Linked DNA regions of Mus musculus: all the other regions are linked to region 3. A link is a contact called in public Hi-C and promoter capture Hi-C data. All regions are on one chromosome and are shown on one strand. The core of a region is the stretch at or near the end of the contact, and the rest is flanking DNA. Distances in the headings are between cores, read along the strand shown. Region 1 holds the start of Ptpro (protein tyrosine phosphatase, receptor type, O). Region 2 overlaps Ptpro (protein tyrosine phosphatase, receptor type, O). Region 3 holds the start of Mgst1 (microsomal glutathione S-transferase 1).

Region 1 (2,874 bases), core at 275-2,774, 890 kb before region 3:
GAGCAGAGAGAAGGTGAAGCATACAGTTAGGTAGGGGTATTTAAAGTAATGCATTATTTTGAAAGTACCTTTTGCATTTATATGATTAATATTTGAGCAAAATTGCTTCCTAATGCCTAAAATAGATCAAACATTCCTATCCCAAATATATATATGTGTGTGTGTATACACACACACACACACACACACACACACATGTATATGCACAATTAACCTTACATATGTATTTAATTCACATACTGATACTAAAATAAAACTCTATTTAAAAGAATAACTTCTGGCATCTTGTGAGTACCACTTAGGCCCCAACTTGAGCATCTCTGTCTGGAAATTAGATCACTGTGGAGCCTCTTTGATGTAGCTGGAAATGGAAAACCACTTTCAAAAGCTTCAAAATAAAAGAAAAACATATCAGACCAAAGGCTCTGAAAGTGCAGGTCTGAGGAGCCATTTCTTAGAAAGCACTCGAGTTTGGCCCAGAAGTGGGAAGCAGGGAAAACCTTGGGGGGGGGAGAGGGAGGGAGGGCATGAGAGTCAGGCCAACAAAGGACAGGCACGAGGGCGCTGAACAGAAGTCCATCAAGGCTGTGTACTGAGGTAGCTTTGGTGCCAGCAAGGGAAACACTCACACACAAGCCCAGAGCCTCGTTCTGTTTTCTGAAGAACTGTTAGTGCCTCGATCTATTCATGCAAAAATTCCTAATCCAAACCTTTAGTTTATAGTCCTCATGTAGAAAAAGATGAGCACACACGACTCTGATCCTATAGCAGGCCACCATTCCTCAGCTGTGTCCCAGAGTGCTGGTGACACACTCCTAAGTGCACCGCCAGGGTGCCCTTTTCTGTCACCTGATACCACACTTTGAAGGATAAAAACAAAATTCCAGCACCTCAGGGCCCACCCAGGACATTTACATGATAAAAAGAAATGACTTAATATAATGAATCCCACTTTTTATTTTTAATATAGAGTTGTCTTTCAAAAACTACACAAAACCTCTAGAGACAGATAAGTAGACATGAGACACACTTCATGGAAATCGTTGCTTGTGATTCTAAATTCTTAGATTAGTTAGTTATTCATGGATAATTCAGAGTACTTAGTGTGTTCACACACAGAGAGAATATATTACACACTTATTCTAAATACGTGTAAAATACTGTGAGCTAGGTGTGGGCAGCAGGATAAGAGGGGGAAACGCACAGAATTATTCAGTTTCCCTAGCTGATTATAGGATGCTATGGGGGAATTGAACTGAGGTCGGGGGGTATAGAAGTTGAGATTCACTCCTCTTTTCGAAAACATTAAGTGTCACTTGTAGTGTCACTTGTAAATACAAGGGCAAAGGAACGGGGGGGGGGGGTTGAGAAGGGCCTGAGATAAGAGAGAGGGGAAACCCTCAAACAACTCTTCCTAGGAGACTCTGGAAAGGCTGAGGCGGAGCCTGGTCTGGGGGGCTGCCTAGCAATGGGAAGCAGGCAGGCCCTGGTGGGAGGACCCAAGATCTGCACTTGAGGAGTTCCTTGCTCTGAGAGAGAACACCACTGTTGCTAGGGGGCCGCGGAGGGTTGTCTGCCTGCGGAGCTCGGGCAGCTCCTTCCGCACGCCGACCCCTGCCTCCCGTGGCAACCGCTGTAGCTGTGGCGCAGAGCCTCGCCCACTGCCATCCCCACCCTCTCCATCCTTAGCCATTAAACAACGCCGGCTCCAAGCACGTTCTAGCAGGACTCGGGCACAGAAGAGGAGAGCGATCCATCCGGGGGCACAGGACGACCTGCCAGGCGACATGCGGCCGCCCGGAGCCGCCCGGGCGCCCGAAGTCTGAGGCTGCCAGCCGGGACTGGTCATTGTAAGCGCCACGGAGAACTGCTGGCGCTGCCGTTCCCTCCCCGGTCCCTGGTCGCGCCGCGATGGGGCACCTGCCTAGGGGAACGCTCGGGGGCCGCCGCCTGCTACCTCTGCTCGGGCTCTTTGTGCTGCTCAAGGTAGGGTCCCCCAGTCCTCGGAGATGGGGATCCATCCCGCCGTGGGGAGCTATTCGCTCAGGGTGCGGTGACCAGGCGGAGAGCGCCAGTCGCACACGCTTTGTCCTCAGAGCGGTGCCGGGTGGGCTGCGTAGCTGCGGGTGGAAAGATCTGGAAGTTTGAGCCTTCCAGTTGTCTCCCTTTGTACTCTGCTACCTCAGCGATGAGCTTGCGGGATAGAGCTTTCTCAGGCAAAATGAGGGCACTTTTTTTAGTGGTTCCCACTGCACCCCTATGCCACTTCACCTTCGCGCCCTCCCCCAGTGAAGCCTCGGTACAGCTGCTTTGTCTCAGTCAGTTTGCCTTCTGCGGGAGGGAATCACACGCAGGGCGCTGAGCTCTGGACTAGACGCACCGGCCAGGCGGGGCGAGGGAGAGGGCTCCATTGAATAAGGAATCGGTTCAACTCCCAAGGAGGTCACTCCCTGTCTTACCCTCCATCCACCTAGGGATGCCTGGTAAAACTCTACACAGTTCCATCCTCTCGTAACAGGATGCTGCCACTGATTTTTAATGGTGGAATATATGATTTATAAAACTCACCTTTTCCTATCCTCTTTGGAACGTGTGGCTCAAAATTGTACTTTGAGAAAAAAAAGTGAAAAGGAAAATACTGTTTAAAAAAGAAAAACAAAATCTTGACACTTCAAGCATGTAGTGTTTTTATTTTTTAAGCTGTTTTCTTGGCATATGAAGGGAAGTTGGGAATTGGTACCCCCTCACTCCGGGTTCCGAAGGTCTGCTTTCCTTCCTAGTCCTTTCTCCCTTCTTGCCCCAGCAACTGAAGGATGGCCACAGGTGATCGGGAGCTATCCTTTCAGCACCATGAGGATACCTAGCTAGAGGAGG
Region 2 (2,848 bases), core at 71-2,570, 680 kb before region 3:
GTCTGTCTACCCCTGAGACAGAAGGCTGTTAATATGCATCCTTGCCTAAAGGGGAGCGTGAACCATCTCCTCCTTGGGCTGCTCAGTGTACCGTCTTCACTTTCCTCCAAAAACAGAGAGCTCAGGGCAGAAATGGTGCAAAGCCTTACCTCTATAGCGAATGATGTGATGGTAAAAAATGTGGCCTCTAAGCAGCACCAGCCACCTCAGCATCCTCAGGACCCAGCTAAGTGCAAGGCACTGTGGGAGAACAGGTTCCCCCTTTCATTGCTGTCTGTCTGCTTTAGAGATCTCCAGTTGGTTTCCAGCAGTGCAGAAGCCCTGTGAGACTTACGTGTTATCTGAACCTTCTTTTGCAGTGCGGGTGTGGGACGGACAGGAACCTTCATTGCCCTGGACAGGCTCCTGCAACACATTCGAGATCATGAATTTGTGGACATCTTAGGGCTGGTATCAGAGATGCGCTCATACCGAATGTCAATGGTACAGACAGAGGTAGGAACAGCATCGACGTGTGCGCTTAAGTTTGCTCTTGATGGAAAGCATCCTATTACCCAACGTTTGGTTTTAATCGGGCTGTCTCAGTGTCTTTACACCTGTCTTTCCCAGTTTCTTGCTGTGCATATTTGAAACTACCCCATTCCAAATGAATAGGTAGCAAGCTCTCAAAAGGCCGTGGTGTAAATAGTCACACTACTTGCCTGGCTTCATCTGCCTTCTAGGAATATGGAGCACGTGGGCGTGTCTGAAATAGAATCAACCCCTTTTGAGCAGTATGGCGCTCGCTGAAGGTAGCAGTCAGCCTGGGTAAGGAAGACTGTAGGACAGATGTGGTTTGATTTCTACTTGAGATGACAGACTGGTCAGTAAGTTTGTCACTGGGCTTGTTCCTCCATGTGACTCTGTCTTCACTCACTTCTGATAATAACCCTTGGTTGTTGGATTTGTGATCTCTCTCTAGGCTTTCAGGATTGCCAGCCCCCAATCCACCTCCCCTGCCCTATTACTTAAATCACTGGTTCTCAATCTCTAGGTTGCAGCCCATCTGGGGGTTATAGATTAGATGTCAGGCACATCAGATATTTCTATTACATGTCATAACAGCAGCAAAATTACAGTTATGAAGTAGCAATGAACTAATTATTATGATTGGGGGTCACCACAACATGAGGAATGTATTACAGGGTCACAGCATTGGGAAGGTTGAGAACCAATGCCTTAAATGAACAGGCGGTGTATCCCAGAATTCCCCCAGTCTTATTAACCAGTGTCCCCTTTGCCTCCTCGTCTCCCAAGTCCTTCTTTCCCGTGAGGCTTTAGAATGTGCTCAGCCTGGAAGGACAGCTCCAGGCAGCCTTGTGCTGCCCCGCAGCAACAGCCAGAGTACACCGGTGTGACTGCCAAAACCCGAGTACACTGGCTTTTCTATAATCCAGACCACTGGGCTATTAGGTACTCCCTGGCCTCAAGGGCACAATAGAGCTTTTCCTGGAGAAGAATGTGGGGGGCGGAATCTTCTGGACTAGAACAACGCCAGGCCTGACTTCTCTCTGCTTTAACGTGTTGTTCTTCCTCCTGCAGCTTCGTTCAAGAACCACTAGATGTCAGTATAACTCAAATAGCCTGGAGGGTAATGGCAGAGTCTCTCCAACACCGACTTCTTACTCTTTGGTTTCCTACCCCCAGCTCACTCCCATCACCACAGCTGCATCTTAGCAAGGCTTGGCAGAACCATTCAAACATATTCATTGCCAAGCTGCTCCCAGGGCACGGTAGTTTGGAGGTAGTGACTCATTAGCAAACGTCTGAATGACAGTTAGGACGCATACCCAGGCAGGATGTTTTCCCATTAGGAGAAGCTTCTTTTTGCAATAGATGGCAACTCGCATGGAGACACACAACTGGTAAGACTACAGAAAATAAGAGACTACAGAGTGACCTGCCATAAACGGGAGTTATATAGCCACACCCTTTCCCCTAGAGGCTCGGGGAGCATCCCGAAAGAGGGGACAGAAAGATCACAAGAGGCAGGCGCAGCAGATCACACTAAGCCAGCACTGTTTTCTTCCCGCAGCAGAGCACTTGAGATAAGAACTTATAGCAGTAGTGACAGCATGCTCAAACCCTGAGTGAGATCAAGCTGGACAAAATCCCAGCACGGATACAGGGAGGTGGGCATTAGGGTGCTATGGACAACTGTTGACCTTTTGGGAGAAGCAGGTAGTTAGAAAAGGGATGCAAGGCTTAGGGAACTACCCACAATCCTGTAGATATTCCACATCTATGCACATACAGACAACATTAAGTATCCTCAGTGGGTCTGGAAAACAAACAAAAACAAACAAAAACAAAACAGAGCATGTGACGTCGGAAGGGGGAGGTGCTGGTGGGGATAAGGGAGAGATGTCATGGGAGGGAATGAGGGCTGGATTTCAGCCTGAAGTTTTGGTTGTTTACTTCCATAAACACATATTCTGATATGCAATAAAACTATCTCCGTTACATTTATATGTAATAGACGCTTTAAAAAACATATTCTTACATGATAACAGTTCATAACCTGTGGGTCCATTACGCCTTTGGCTGTTGAACTACCCTTTCGCAGGGTTCGCCGAAGACCATCAGAAAACACAATGTTTGCATTACAATTCATAACAGTAGCAAACTTATAGTTATGAAGTAGCAACAAAGATAATTTTACGGTTGGGAGTCATCACAACATGAGGGATTGTATTAAAGGGTCCCAGCGTGAGGAAGGCTGAGAACCTGTTTTGTGGTGTGTGTAAATCCCCACACTTCAAAGCACGTCTTGTTCTAAGCATCTTGTTTGATGAATTATGCAACTTGT
Region 3 (2,803 bases), core at 72-2,571:
CTTCCTTGGTGTAAATGAAGAGCTCTTTAAGTCCTTGCAGTACTAACCGCTCTCAAGGAAATTCAGAAAGCTCTGCTCCACTGCACTCAGTGTTCTGGTGTGGCCCCAGAGAGGAACTGAACAATGTTTTCAACTGAAATGAAAAGGTCGACCAAACACTCTTTTCAGATGTTCTACCAATCATGCCTTTAAAGAAACCATCTTCAGGACTGACTGACTTCAGCTTGGGTCAGCACATTGCTTCTTAATTCCTTTTAGTTTTTGGAAGGGATATAAAATAGAACTGTCTACTGAATCTTGAAAGTCAGAATCAGAGTGGGTCCTGGTGAGAAAAATCTTAGCCCTTGGGGGCTGAGGCAGGAATGGTCATAAGTTTGTGTACAGACTAGTGTGTACCACGCGTTCCAGACAGGGCTAAGTAACAAAATCCTCTCTAAAACGACAAATAAAACCAAACCAAAGAGGCACCCAGCTAAAACTCAGAAAATTAAGTGGTTCATACTGAAGAAGGAGGAGGAAGAAGACGAAGAGGAGGAAAATGAAGAAATAAAAAAGAGAATAATCGTGTAAAAGAAAGGAAGGAATAGAAAGAAAGGAAGAAAGAAAGAGAGAGAGAGAGGGAAGGAGGACAGGAGGGAGGAGGACAGAAGGGAGGGAGGGAGGGAGGGAGGGAAGAAAAGAAAAGAAAGGAAAAGAAAAGAAAAGAAAAGAAAAGAAAAGAAAAGGAAAGAAAAGAAAAGAAAAGAGAAAGACTGATTGATTCTCAGAGCAATGTGGGGCACAGGTGTAAACTGGTAAAGTTCCCGAGTGAAATGTTGCAGATGGGAACTTATCAACCTTAGAGCTCTCAGAGCTGGAGCTTGGCCATTACTGTGGGGCTCTGTGATGTGCAATAGCTTTGATGTTGCCCTAACGACCCTGCCCCCTTGCAACACTTTCCTAAGTCACTGTGAAACAAGTTAGTTGCCTAACAGACTCATAATTTCGCAGGTTTCACTTTGCACCCTGAAGGTATTCACAGCAATAGAGCCCCTCCCCCGAGATTTACATTTCCTTAAAACATTTTCTTTTTAGGTTTTCCAAATTCAACACTAAGGTCTTTTTGTTTCCAGCGACATAAAAGTTAGCAACCCCTTCCTTGCTTCCCTTCTTCCGGAGCCGGAACAGAACTGCCAAGATCCTTAGCAGAGAAAGACCCTCACCAGCCACAGCAGTTTCGGGGCGATTCAGGGGTGGGATTTGGCAAGCTCCGAAGGCGGGGCTTGGCACGGTCAGGAGGCGGGGTGATTAATAGAAAAATAGCCTGAAAAAGGGCGGTGCCAGCGCGGGTCCTGTTGGTGAAAAGTCCCAGAAGTGCACAGGCTCGGCAGGACAACTTGCAGCCCTTCTCCCTGGATTCAGGTGGGTGCTGCGCACGGCCACGGTGCTGCTCCCAGGCTAGGAGTGGGTGGGTGCAAGGGGCCGGTGGGTGGCAGGTGTAAGGCTAGAGAGTGGCTGTGCCTGTTTGAAAAGCCTTTGTTCCCTTTAGTTGTTTAAATGACCACCCCCCGCCCCCATTTTTGTGGCCCGCTCTAAATGAGAATTGTGCTTTTCTGTTCCTGCATTAAGTTTTCCTTTCTCAAACTCCAAGAAGAAACTTGGGAGCACGAGTCTTTTCATGTTTAAGAGATGGTTTTCTTATTTCTTATTTTCAAGCCCAAGTAGCATTCCCTTTGAAAGGGTCTCTTGATCTTGAGGGGAGGGGAAAAAAAATACATGCAAGTTGTAACAAGATGAGAAGTCACTGCGGTTTCAGCAACTTCTGTCCTTTCCCAGGGAGTAAAACCCTACAGTGTCCCGGGTGACTTGGACATGCAGGCCTTTCAACTTGTTGAAAAGTTGTTTGCTTTTCTAGATTCTCCTGTGGTAGGCAAGAGAAATCTCTACAAGTCTTTACACTGGTACTTTTGATATCATATGACTTACAGACTTAGCAGAGCAGCAGAGCGTGCTCTGTTGTGACTGTAGCCTGATGACCAAAGACCTGAGGGCGCAGCCCTTGGGCAGCTACTCCCCAGAGCCGCCCTCCCCTGTGGCCACTGTAGTCTGGCCCCACTGAGGCTGTAGGGAAGGTGCCTGGGACTCTGATCATGTGTGTATTTCTGTTCTTCCTCTGTTGCAGCCCTCTTTTCTGTCCTCACAACAAATGTGTTTGCTGCTTTCGATCCATTGAAAATTGAAGAGTCATGGCCTTGTGGCTGTGTGCCCAGATTTTCCAAGTTTCACAATACTGATGCAGATAGGGCAAACAGTTTTGAGAAGAAAAGAACTTTGCTTTTTCTTGGCTGAGGGCCCATGAGGAGAAAGAGGAGTATTTCTCAACTGCAGATAGCACTGGGGCAAAATATGACAACAGGAGTTACAGGAGAAGCTTCCAGGAAATGAGAAAACAGCACCCCACAATTCCTAGAATGGAATTGTGAGTCCAGGAACTATACAGGTCGGCGATGACAGGGCTCCAGAGACAGGCAGGTGGGGTCTCCAGTCTCCATTGTACCACCTGGCCTTATTTATACCCTACTCAAGCTTCTTTCCTTCAAAGTAGAAGAAAATGGTTTCTGTGTCGGAGTCTTTCATCCCAAGCTGTTTTCAGTCAACTGGTGGGCATCCCTTTGCTCTCTCCTGACAGGCATCCTGGGTAGGTGAAGAGACCCTTGTGTGATGGTGATTGTCCCGGGAGAGGGAGGGCCTAGGGCTTAGAGGGTGGACTAGCAGGCCAGGCACTGAGCTACAAACACTTTGGAAAACAGAACCCCACTGTTTT

The links. A called contact is a pair of places that touch in the nucleus more often than the background predicts. Capture Hi-C pulls out chosen DNA fragments and counts their contacts.
Region 1: a promoter capture Hi-C map of adipose tissue shows a contact between it and region 3, with 2.9 times the contacts expected there. The contact joins the promoter of Ptpro here to the promoter of Mgst1 in region 3. A contact is called at or near these places in 2 of 39 promoter capture datasets (the 3T3-L1 cell line and embryonic stem cells) and 1 of 9 other capture datasets (adipose tissue).
Region 2: a Hi-C map of uterus shows a contact between it and region 3, with 3 times the contacts expected there. The contact joins the enhancer-like site here to the promoter of Mgst1 in region 3. A contact is called at or near these places in 3 of 39 promoter capture datasets (the 3T3-L1 cell line, liver and pre-B cells) and 3 of 484 Hi-C or Micro-C datasets (liver and uterus).

Annotation. Positions count from the first base shown.
Region 1 is chr6:137,250,775-137,253,648 of GRCm38.p6, forward strand. It overlaps Ptpro (protein tyrosine phosphatase, receptor type, O), which reads left to right and starts at 1,525. Exons shown (of 27, transcript NM_011216.3): 1 at 1,525-1,986. The coding sequence starts at 1,912.
Region 2 is chr6:137,454,226-137,457,073 of GRCm38.p6, forward strand. Ptpro (protein tyrosine phosphatase, receptor type, O) reads left to right here. Exons shown (of 27, transcript NM_011216.3): 25 at 360-495. Among named protein-coding and RNA genes, the nearest start is that of Gm52924, 180 kb to the left of the region's middle. Within about 2 kb of position 1,321, at least 63 of the 459 cell types and tissues checked have an H3K27ac peak or open chromatin away from gene starts, as enhancers often do. A contact at or near this core is called in uterus, where this site is marked.
Region 3 is chr6:138,139,206-138,142,008 of GRCm38.p6, forward strand. It overlaps Mgst1 (microsomal glutathione S-transferase 1), which reads left to right and starts at 1,322. Exons shown (of 4, transcript NM_019946.5): 1 at 1,322-1,401.